Linked DNA regions of Mus musculus: all the other regions are linked to region 3. Evidence: chromatin contacts called from public promoter capture Hi-C data. All regions are on one chromosome and are shown on one strand. Each heading gives the region's core, a stretch centred on a gene start, on an enhancer-like site or on the middle of the called end of the contact. The rest is flanking DNA. Distances are from core to core; before and after follow the strand shown.

Region 1 (3,757 bases), core at 897-3,396, 260 kb before region 3:
AGTTAATTGACAGATCATACAGAGAGATACTGCACATTTTGCATGCAGCAGAATAGCCATTATTTGCATATCACTCTCAGACCACGGGTTGTGATAAAGAAGAATTAAACACTTGTCAAGATGAATTTAAAATGACAGCAATTCAGGACACCAATTTGACCTCTCTGGAGTCCAGAACATGCCAATAAGGGGTGGTTGATAATTCAAGGCCTGCAGGAGGGCATTCCAGGACTTTAGGCCGCAAGGAGGCCCCTTCTTCAGTACTACCTTCCCTGTTGTCTGTAGAGGCCTCACTCTGGCCCTTCCTCAATGAGTCCTTTTGTGGCAATGGCAGACTGGGGTCTCTGCTCTGCTCACAGAATTGCAGGCTATCTTCTCAGGCTCATATTAATGTAGATCTGCCCATGGACAGACATCTGATTACTAGAGGCCTAAAGGTTTTCTGTTTTGTTATTTATTTATCTATTTATTTACTTATTTGTGTGTGTGGGGGTTCAAGACATTGTTTCTCTGTGTGTAGCCCTAGTTGTCCTGGAACTAGCTCTATAGACCAGGCTGGCCTCATATTCACAATGATCCTCTGCCTCTGCCTCCTGAGTGCTGGGATTAAAGGTGTATGCCACCTCTGCTTGGCTTTTTGTTTTGTTTTGGTTGTGTTGTTTTAGACAGGGTCTCACTACGTAGTCTTGGCTGCCCTAAAACTCTATATGTAGATCAGGATGGCCTTGAACTCACAGAGATCCACCCGCCTCTGCTTCCCAAGTGCTGGGATTAATGATGTGTGCCATTATCCTGGACTCCTCTGAAAGTTTTTTAAATTAGATTTAAATTAGAGAATTGCAGAACATTTTATCTATTTACTCTGTGTGAGTGTGTGTGTGTGTGTGTGTGTGTGTGTGTGTGTGTGTGTGTCTATGTGTGTATGTTTGTACATGTGCCATGGTGCAAGTGTGGCTCGCTGTCAGAGAATAATTTCCTATGGGTGTCATTTTCTTTTTCAACCATGTAGGTTCCAGGGATGCTGGTGAGTCAGGCTTGGCTGCAGGTTCCTTTCCCTGCTGAACCAAGCCTTCTTTACTTACCTGCATGAAAGCATGGTGCCAAATACTTGTACTCCTCGAACTTGGAAGGTGGAGACAGGAGGATTAAACAATCCAAGATCACCCACTACTACAAAGTGGATTCAAGGCCACCCTGGGCTAGGAGAGGTGAGAAGCCATTACACTCTTGCCTCCAAATGCTGCCAGAGACAGACACTGCTACCAGGGTTAAGTGGGTGCTCTGTAATTTTGATGGACTCCCCCATCAAGTTGGACCCCAACATATGTCTGCATACAGTAGTAAAAAGACAAGACTCAACATCAACTTGGACAGCACATATATGTCTCTCTGAAGAGCTGTCTTCCCATATGTGAGACATCAGATACGATAGCAAAGAGAAGTTGCTGGCGACTGTACCTTCCAGTGTGCTGACCCAGCTACAGGTCATTTACCTGGACCCTTGCTCTTAAAGATCCGCAAAGTTGAGGGAATATAGTGTTGTCTTCAGGTTTCAGACCAACTCAGTGAGAATGACTGGGCTGGACAGCAGGCAGAACTGGGAGGGATCTCGGGTTTCTATGGGGCTCTTATGTTAGGGGTGCTCTTCTCACCTACGGGAGTGCCCTAACTTAGCCTTGAGAAGCCAGTCTTGAAGCTACACAACTCATCCCTTGAATAGGACAAGGAACCTAGAGGATACCGAATGTCTAACAACTTTGAGCAGTTTTAAGGGAATTGTCTTTAAAAACACAGAGTTGGGTATAGTGGAAGAGACACCGCTGAGAAAGTGGGGGGACGCAAACACCTCAGTTTTGCGTGTTTTTCCGCAGCTGGGACCCTCTCTCACAGTCTTCACGTTCCCAGATCCTCAAGTCCGGACGGACCACGAGGAGCGGATACCTTACTGCAGTCCGGGTCGGCGCGGCAGCTCCCGCTGCAGTTCAAAGCGCAGGGGGCGCGTCCGCTGCGCAGCCGGGAATGTCCGGCCGCTTAAAGCGCTCGCCGGCTCTTTTGTTCCCCAGACCCGGCCTCCAGGGAGAGGGGGCTGGGGGAGGGGAGGAGAGGGGGGCGGCGGGCAGAGGAGGAGGGCGGTGCGGGCGCGGGCGGAGTGCGGAGCGCGCACCCCGGGCGCGGCTGACAGATCGCCGCGGTGGGTGCAAGATGGCGCAAGCGGCGCTCTCCGTGATACCCGATCCCCGCTAAGGCCGGCATGCGGCCCCAGCCTCCCGCCGCCCGGGCTCGGCCCCGGCCCGAGCCCCGGCCCCGGCTCCGGCGCCGGCCCCGCGGGACGCTGTGAGCCCGTGAGACCCCAACCACCCCCCTGAGTAGCGCCGTGCGTCGCCGAGCCCAGCGGACCGAGAGACCGATGGCTGAGCCGCGCACCGCGTCCCCGCGCCGCCTGCCCGCGCTGCGCCGGCCCGGGTTTCTGCCGCCGTTGCTGCCGCCGCCGCCGCCGCCGCTGCTGTTGCTGCTGCTGCTGTTGCCGCTGCCTGCGCCAAGCCTGGGTGAGCCTCAGGACCCAGGCGAGAGGGGCGGACCCCGGGACACTGCGGGAACCTGCGCTAGGAGCGCGTGCTGGAGGGACCTGGCGGGACAGCGCGCTGCGGGCACGGGGAAACCCACTCCGGCAGGGCTGCCGGTAGTTTGAAGGACTGCAGGGGTTCGGCGGGAGAACCCCGGGAGAGGGCCGGGGCTCGGTTTTCTACGCCTTCGGGGCTCAGGATAGGTTCAGGGCAGGATGCCGATTCTGGGCAGAGGAACTGGGAGCGGAGCAAAGCGGGAGTTGGGAAGGCAAGCTGGCAGTGCGGAGTGGAGGAAACAAGCCCGAGGAGAAAGAGCGGAGGAGTCCCAACAGAGGAAGGCGAGCCCGGGTGCACAGAGCTCGGCTGGGGACCCTGAGTAGCCCGAGGCGAACGAAGCCGGAAGCGACAGATCGGGGTCGGGGTCCGGGACTCTACTGCACTGGGCTGAGAAGGCATCCCCCAGGGTTTAGAGCTGGGACTGGGTTCGGGGGTATCCGACGAACAGGAAGGAAAGATTCCTGGTGGACTGAGTGGGCGATCCTGCCAAGGGCTGGGAGAGCTGGAGGAAAGGGTCGCCCAGGGCAAGCGCCTACCAGCGGTGCTGCCCAGGGCCCCGCCCTTCCCCGAGGGAGCTCTCTAGGAGTCCCTGCCCTGGGTTCTCCCGGCTACCCGTCGCTTCCTCCCGGGCTGTAAAAGATTCATCTCAGCAAAGAAGGATGTGGATCTAAGCCCTCCGCTGTCTCAAGTCCTTCGCAGACACACATTTGGATTATTCTTTCCTTCCCTTCCTTCCTAAAAAGCAAAATATTGCATCTGCACCCGAGAGAAACTTTATCCCCGATAGCTATAGCGGGGTTGGATTGGGGGAAGAGGCGGCTCAGACTTAGGATATGTGAAGGATGTAAAGGATTTGAACGACTGTGATCCTCAAGTGTCTTAAACTGTCCTTATGCTACAGAGAAGGCAATGCCTAGACCCTCCACCCCACTAGGTCTCACCCAGCAGGGAGGGGCTTGAGTCTGCGAGGGAGGAGCCGGGTCCAGGGTCACTAGTTCCCTGGAAATGTGTGGTGGGGGCTCGGTGCCCGCCCCTTTAGACCAAGAGGGCTTGTTTCTCTTGGAGTGAAGGCATAACTGATCTGGTAAAGTACTTGCTGGAGAGACTTGCTGTCACCTCTGGGATATGAGAGCCTA
Region 2 (3,970 bases), core at 1,017-3,516, 300 kb before region 3:
CTTTGGTTCTGTTCTCTGAGATGGAAGCCTGACAGAGCTGTGACGGGAACTGGCTGCTGTTTGGACCAAGACACACAAAGAGGAAAGGCCAGAAACAGCAAGGTGGCAGGGAGGTGCCATAACAATTCAGGTGAGAGGTGAGGACGGAAAAGCAGGTGGAGAGGGGTCAAGGGTGAGTGTACGATTTGATTTCAATTTTGACGTGAGCCTCAAGGCCCTGGAGGCAGCTCAGCAGGTAAAGCCCAGGGGACATTCCAAAGTTGTCCTCTGACCTCCAGGTTTGACCCCACACAAATCACACACATATACATTAATAATTAATAATTCAAAAATATTGGATCTGAGCTACAGGAAGAATGTTGTGGTTCTAGGAAGCAAGACAGCAGTCTGGAGGTGGCAGGAGGGATGGGAAGATCAGGATGTAAACTGCTGAGCAGGAACTGGAAATGCAAGCTTGGGGAGAAGGTTCAGGCTGGAGGTATCTGCTCAGCATCACTCCTATAAAGATGAGAGCCCTGTGGACCAGGGCTGAGGACCGGGAGATCACTTGGTTTCAAGGAAGGAGTAATCGAATGAATTGCTAATGATAGCCCTGGGATAAAACGAGGCTGAGGCAGGACCTTGCCAGGGTCCCTTAGATCTGCTAAGTACAGACATAGTGGGACTGCGGCTCAGCTGGCTGAGTATGTGATTAACCTGTGAGGAGCCCTGGTTTCAGAGCCCCGCTATCATTAACAGGGCCTGGGGGTGCATACTGGTCATCCCAGCACTCCAGAGGCAGAGGCCAGAGGATCAAAGGCTCAAGGACATCTTTGACTACATAATGGGTTTGAGGGTACAGGAACTTCTTCCTCCCCAAAAGGGATAGAACTTACTGGCAGCATGTGAGCCGGAATGGAAATGATTCTAAATCATGGGGATGCCAATGGATACAAGAAAAGGAAGAATGTAGCATTTTTCCTTTAAAAAAAAATTTTTTTTTATGTGTATGTGTGTACTTGCATGAGTTTATGTGCACCATGTGCAGGAAAGTGCCTACAAAGCCCAGAAGAGGGCATCAGATTCATTGGAAATGGAATTACAGATGGTTATGGCTGTCATATGGGTGCTGGGAGCAGAACCCAGGTCCTTTGTTAGGGCAGGAAGCACTCTAGCCACTGGGCCACCTCTCTAGCCTCAAAATCCGGATATATATATATAATTTTTATTTATTTTAAATTGTATCTAATTGTGTGTCTGCTTGTAGGTGCAGATGCCACAGAGCCCAGTGGTATCAGACCTCCTGGAGCTAGAGTTACAGACTGATGTGAGTCGCCTGGGTGGGTACCGGAACCAAATCTAGGTCCTCTGCAAATGCAATAAGCACTCTAACCGCTGAGCCATCTCTCCCATCACAAACGCATCATTTTAAATAGACGTTTAGTATGTTTTTCTCTCCCCAACCCAACCTGACATTTGATTCCCCCAGCTTTAGACACACTGAGGCAACTAACCTGGCCAGCTCAGTTGGAAAAGAGGCAGTTCTGAAAAAGAGAGTGGACCGGTGGAGGCTCAACACCATTAGCAGGCCCTGCACCTGCTGCTTTAAGCCTCCTGTCCTTAGGGAGTCCCCACTACAAACCCAAATATTCCCAGTATGCAGGTATGTAAAATGGTGGTAAGCAAGTCTTCGTTGTCCCTCACAGAGGTGGAACACAGTACAGACTGGGTTGGCTACTGAGGAGGAAGGAAGGAAGCCAAGAGAATCCCTCAGCTTGGCATGGAAGAGGTAGCGGGGACAAGGAATTGTAGTGTCCTCAGAGAGTCTGTTGGTGCAGCCTGTGGAGAGGCTAAACAGGATTCAGGTCAGGCTGTGAGTTGGAAAAGGACAGGTCTCAGTGAACTGAGCCTGGAACAGAGGTGGAGGCGACCCTGAAGGTAGAGTCATGGTAGGGTTAGGGAACAGAGATCCAGAGGCTCAGGTAAAAAGATGAACAGAAAGGAGCCTGAGGTGACCCGAGGAGCGGGAGGCTCCCGCGTGCTGAGTGAGCCGCAGGAGCAGGCTGGTGGCGCGCGGGCGCGTGTCCCCTGTGGTGCAGGGTGGCCACACTGGCGGGGCGCCCCCGCGTGGGCCGCTAGCCCAAGATGGCGATGGAGGGGCGGGCGAGCTGGCCGCGGCCCCGGCCCCCGCGCCGGCCCCCGCTCGGGCCCCGGCCCCGGAGGCCGCGCCCCCGCCCGCGGCGCCGCGCCTCCCGGAGCCACTGACGCCCGGCGCGCCCTCCCCCGGCGGCGGCCCAGGCGCCCGGACGCGGCGGCAGCGGCCCGAGCCCGGCCCTATGGCGCGGGCGGACACGGGCCGCGGGCTCCTGGTGCTGACCTTCTGCCTGCTGTCCGCGCGCGGTAAGGGCCCGGGTGGCCGCAGTCGCGAGTGGGCGTCCCCGGCGCCCGCGATGCTTGCGCGCCGGGGGCTGTGGGGACTTGCCCCCAGGGGGTGTGTGTCCTTGCTGTGCACAGCCTGGCACCGTGCGTGTCCCCCTGCGCGTGGCCCTTGTGCATGTGAGGTTTGCATGTGTGTGTCCTGCGGGGGTGGGGGTGTCCTGCGGGGGAACGTGTCCACAGCGCGTGCCTAAGGCGCCGGGTAGCATCGCCAGCGCGCGGGTGGCTGCAAGCGGGACATGATTCTGCCCTGCCCGCAAGCGTCTCGCGGTCGCGAGTGTGCCTGAGAGAGCGGGCGGGGAGGGAGTGTACACTTACACCTCCATTTGTGTCGGGTGCGTGTGTAACTGGATGGGACTGAGCTAATATTTGGCCTTGGCTTTTGGGGAGTGTCCTTGCTCTTGATGGGGGCGGCGGTGAGAAAAACCACACTCAACTTTGCCCAATGGGTGTGGCCCCTGGGGCCAGCTAGGGAGGTTGGGGGAATGTGGAGGTGTTGTGGACCCAAACCCAGGGTTCGGAGTGGGGCTGGGGGAAGGGCAGGAAACCAGTTGCTTTGCCGAACGCGTCCAACACTCGCTCTCTGGATGGGACGCGTGTCACTCCTGCCCCACCCCCAAGGGCGGACCAGGGAAGCGTGGACGAGATCAGCAAGGCCCCCTCCAGTGCCCAGGTCCTAGTGTTGGGTAGGGTCAAGGGTAAGGATCACAACTGTCCACACCAAAGAAAGGACTGGGGGCGGGGGGAGACGAAGTGTCCAAGTGTGTATGCCAAAGCTGTTTTTACCACCCCCGGCCCTCTCACTCTCAGTGGGGTGTGCGTTTGGGGGACAGCCCAAAGGAGGTTAGGTGGTAGGGCCTGGAGGGGGATGGGCTGCCCGCTTTGTTCGATTACTTCTTGCCTTCCCTGCCGAGGGGGGAGTTAAGGATGTGTCCGGGGCGAGTCGGGGAGGGACTTGGCAGTGGGGGTGGGGAGGGGGATTTTTCTCCAGCTGCTGCGGCTTTCCAGAGAGACTGGGCCAGGCCACGTGGGAGGGAGACAGGGAGGGAGGCGGGGGGTGGTGGAAAGGAGCCTCCGCTGGGCCAACCCCAGGCCCATCTCCAGGAAAACAGCGGGTGGGAGAGTGCTGGAAACAGCTCGGACCCTTGCTCTCCCCGCAAGACACGCCCCTTTCCCTCCGAGACCCTGAACCCGGCTGGGAGCCCATAGAAGCTCGGTGCGTGGGGCTGGGCCGCAGAAGCGGGAGGGCCCGGAGTTGTCAGGTGAACGCGGCGCCAGGGAAATGTCAGAGAGGTGTCTTGTCTGTCTTTGCGGAGCCCAAAGGATTAAGGAATAGTTGCACTTCCCCTCCTCCTCTTCCTCCTCCTCCTCCTCCCTCCTGTTCTTCCCAAAGCTCCAGGAACGCGGGATCCTGGCTGGCAACCGCACCCGCGCTTTATTAAATACTTCTGAGGCTTCAGGCCGGGACACCGGGTAGAGTGTTGGGAGACTGGACTCTTCTTCCCAGTGAACTGACTGAGGAGCGGGCATTGGGATTCTCCCTGTCTGCTACCTG
Region 3 (3,962 bases), core at 60-2,559:
GTGCTGAAAAGCTCACCCTGAGAAAGGCCCAAGGCTACACTGGGATCCCAAACACCCAGTGTAATTGCTGCCTAACTAACAAAGACTTTCTATTAGCTTAACAGCTATGGAAGCAGGTGGATTCCCCTCACAGTGGGTGAATGGGTGACAGCTCACCATTATGGGCCAGGAATGGGATGGAGCTAGTATGCCCTTCCCTCTCCAGCATCAGTGTTTTCCAGAATACAGGCCTTCAGGGTTCTAGAATTTACTCAGGCCTGCCAAAATCACACCCCAAAATTTGCATTTATCTGCCCATTGGTATTTATAGACAGGGACATCAAAACCCAAAGAAGGGCTGGTCCATTGCTGCTATTGCGTTGCAAAAAAAGAAAAAAGAAAGAAAGAAAGAAAGAAAGAGAGAAAGAAAAGAAACCCAAAGAAGTGGGTGATTTTCCCAAAGTTATCTCAGCAACTAAGCTCTTGTGCCCTATCTCCAGCATAGCCTGATCTGAGACCCCAGGGAATGACCCCTACTTCATCAACCTCATCACCAAGCTCAGAACTGCTGTCCACTCCAGAACAAAGAAGACACATTCACATTTTACTCCTGTCAGGGAGAAAAAGTATTCCAGGATGGATTAGATTTCTGGAAGCCAAACCTGTAGAAAGCTTTACGTTTTAGTGGCATTTATCAATTATACATAATAATGAGTCTTGATGTGACATTTTCACACATGCATCTAATGCATTTTGGTCATAGCCACAGCCCCCATAGTCCCTCTCATGTCCCTACCACTCACGTATCCCCTTCCTCTTCCCAGTTACCTTCCTTCCAATTGTCATACTTTTGATTAATTTTTGGCGAGCCAATGAGTTCAAATAGGTTTACTTACAGGAGCGTGGGTGAGGTGTTTTATGTTTGGTTTGAGACAGCCTCACATGTAACTTAAGCTACCCTGGAATAGCCCAGGTTGGCCTCCAATGCACCACTGCTGCAACCCTCCTTCAGCTTCCCAAATGCTGGGACTAGAAGCATAAAACACCTGGCTAGGTCATGAAGTCTTAGCAAGGGGCACAAATCCTTTGTCCCAGGAGCCTGAGTTCTGCAGCGATGCTACTTGGAGTCGCCCATGCAAAACACAGAAGTAAAGTGCTGAGGGTGAGCTGGCTGTGGTCTAAAGCAAAAGTGACACAGAGACCCACCAGGAGGCAAGGAGTGCAACCCTGGTTGCAGGGTGCTCTGGCTGGGGGCTCAGCGGCTTTTAAAAGGCAGTTGGAGCATGGAGGCCACGCCCCGTCCACGCCCCTCCTCCAGCGGGCGGACACCATAGTCTGAGTGACTGGGGGCGTGCAACTAGCAGCCCATCGGGCCGGGAGACCGGCGTGGCCATCTGCAGCTTCGCCATGTCGTCGGTGTTCGGCAAGCCCCGAGCTGGCAGCGGGCCGCACAGCGTGCCCCTGGAAGTTAACCTGGCTATCCTTGGGCGCCGCGGAGCGGGCAAGTCTGGTGAGTAGCTTGGAGAGCGGAGGATGAGGGCAGCTTCATCCACCAGCTCTCAGGGGCTTGCTTCTCCCGGTGGTTGGGTGAGTCCCTAAGACTGCTTTTTGCCTCAGTTTCTCTGTTGCAGGCTATCACTCTCGCCTTGCTTCTCCATCGCTTTGGTTATCTTTAGCTGCTTGCCTGCCTCTGCCTCTGTTCTCGGTGCCTGTGACTCCTGTCCCCCCCCAAATTCTCTCTTTGTGTTTCTCTTAGTTCCTCTACTTATCTGCATCCCTAGGACCAGCAGCCAAATCTCATCAGCTGACACTAACGAGACCTGTTGGCGCTGGTCTCCAGTCCTGGGTCCCCTTTGAATTCAGTGGCATCTTTGCTACTCCTTGATCTGTGCTGTCCACCCCACCCCCTCCAAGAAACTTAGTAGAAGTCATTTGAGATTAGAATTTCTCAGGCTTGGGCCACTCCTCCACTGCCAACCCTTGGGACTCTGAAACAGACTATTCTTATCAAATGTATTTGTTTCAAGCCAGACCCCTCTTGACTTTCAAGAAAGTCTGTAGTCCCAGGTGCCAAGACCTTGTCCTTGGGAAACCTGGGATCTTGGGCTACTACTAAGATAATTTCTGTCATCCTAGACCTTCATCACTTCTAAAAGTCATCACAGAGACCCCAAAAGGAGTGTTTGCCCTGCTCTCTGACACTTAAAGACCCAACCAGCTGAAGATGGGGGACCAGAAGGGGCTCCTCTGGCTACCCAGTTCCAGCCTACAGCGAATGGCCACCAGGCCTGTGAGCTATGACTTTCCTTCTCTTCCTTTCTCTGAGATTCTCTGAGGAAGTTTGAAGTCAGCACTCCTGGCTCAGAAGTGGAACCCAAAACACGGTTTTCCTTTGAAAACCAGCCTGTTCCCAGTGACTCAACCAATGGTCAGCTAGTGACTACACGGATGAAGGAATTCTCTTTTATTTTTGAGGCAGTCTCATGTAGCCCAGGCTGTCCCAGAACTTGTTATGAAGGCAAGGATGGCCCTGTATTCCTGAATCCTCTACCTTCCTCTTCCAAGTGCTGGGTTTGTAAATGTGTACCACCATTCCTGGCACTGGTAAACTTGGGGATGGAACCCAGGGCTTCGTACGTGGTAAGCAAACACTCAACCAACCAGGTAACATCTTCAGTGCCAGAAAGTTTAGAATATGTGTTCCCTGGCTAGTAGTTTGCCAACGGGCAGTGTTAGGAATCCTTCAAAAGAATCTTGCGTTTATTTTTAATCCTATCGAGAGTCCAGCATAATATATTTGGCTGACCCTTGGTTTTATGTGCTGAGCTCTTAACAGAAGCAATCCTGTTAGTGCACGCTACAAGGGAAAAAGAACTACGTTTTTCAAGTCTTACACTTTCAAGAGCTAACCAAGAGGGGTGTGGAAGTCCCACTGAGAGCCCAAGGTGTAGAGGGCCCAGACTAGAGTGTTTACTTGGGACACAGTCTGTTCTGGACCTTGCCTGGAAAACCATGCCCTGGGGTGGAGAGGGGGGGGTCAGACTCTTCCCGGCAATAGCCAGTCCGTTCTTCATGTACTCCAGTGGTTCTCAACCTTCCTAATGCTGCAGCCCCTTAATACAGTTCCTCGTGATCACCAACCATAAAATTATTTTTGTTACTACTTCATAACTGTAATTTTGCTACTGCTATCGAGTATAATGTAAATATCTGTGTTTTCTGTGAAAGGGTTATTTGACTTCCAAAGGGGTTGCGACCCACAGTTTGAGAACCACTGGGCTTGCTTACTGTCTCTGGCCTGTAGCCAAAGCTGGAATAAATGCCCCATACTAATAAATAAATAAATAAATAAATAAATAAATAAATAAATAAATAAATAAATCAGTGAGACCTGTCCAGGGATGGGAGATGTGTCCCTTGAGTTGGGGGACTCACCAGACCCCAGGATAACTAGACGTATGGTCTTGACCCTGGACTTGGTTGTTCACAAATACTCTTAGACGTGCCTCTTGCTGACTTTCATGCTCATAGAAAATTTCAGAAACTAATTCCGGGGTGCATTCAGTTAATGGGGCTTGGCACCCTATTCCCATGCCTTCTGAGCCAATCCCTCTGCTCTGCAGCCTGGGGCGTTTGGAGAGCCAAGCTTGGTGTCAGCAGAGACCACAGAGGTCAGTTAGGCCTCCTTAAAGTGACAGGGACAGTGACCTCATCTACAGATACAGCAGCAGGAACCTGAGCCTACCTCTTTCTTCTTGCAGCCCTGACGGTGAAGTTCCTCACCAAGAGGTTTATCAGCGAATATGATCCCAATTTGGGTAAGGAGCAACTCCTCTCTGGGCTTCCTGCTGCCTGGGCCCCACCTGGGTGATCCCCAGAGCTCCCCATGAGTGGGCTCCGAGTAGCCCCATGGATCTTAAGGTAGAAGAGAAGGATTCCTGGGATGATTCAGTGCACACCAGACAACTGGGGGGCTGATCCGG

Evidence for each region. Promoter capture Hi-C pulls out the DNA fragments that hold promoters and counts their contacts. Capture Hi-C pulls out chosen DNA fragments and counts their contacts.
Region 1: a contact with region 3 is called in a promoter capture Hi-C map of adipose tissue. The contact joins the promoter of Igdcc3 here to the promoter of Rasl12 in region 3. A contact is called at or near these places in 2 of 39 promoter capture datasets (hematopoietic stem and progenitor cells and pre-B cells), 4 of 484 Hi-C or Micro-C datasets (embryonic stem cells and nephron progenitors) and 2 of 9 other capture datasets (adipose tissue and macrophages).
Region 2: a promoter capture Hi-C map of liver shows a contact between it and region 3, with 2.3 times the contacts expected there. The contact joins the promoter of Igdcc4 here to the promoter of Rasl12 in region 3. A contact is called at or near these places in 3 of 39 promoter capture datasets (fetal liver, hematopoietic stem and progenitor cells and liver) and 1 of 115 datasets of contacts at active chromatin or transcription factors (pancreatic cancer cells).

What each region holds. Positions count from the first base shown.
Region 1 is chr9:65,139,008-65,142,764 of GRCm38.p6, forward strand. It overlaps Igdcc3 (immunoglobulin superfamily, DCC subclass, member 3), which reads left to right and starts at 2,147. Exons shown (of 14, transcript NM_001357257.1): 1 at 2,147-2,546. The coding sequence starts at 2,408.
Region 2 is chr9:65,099,220-65,103,189 of GRCm38.p6, forward strand. Igdcc4 (immunoglobulin superfamily, DCC subclass, member 4) reads left to right here and starts at 2,267. Exons shown (of 20, transcript NM_020043.3): 1 at 2,267-2,379. The coding sequence starts at 2,316.
Region 3 is chr9:65,397,179-65,401,140 of GRCm38.p6, forward strand. Rasl12 (RAS-like, family 12) reads left to right here and starts at 1,310. Exons shown (of 5, transcript NM_001033158.2): 1 at 1,310-1,489; 2 at 3,741-3,797. The coding sequence starts at 1,387.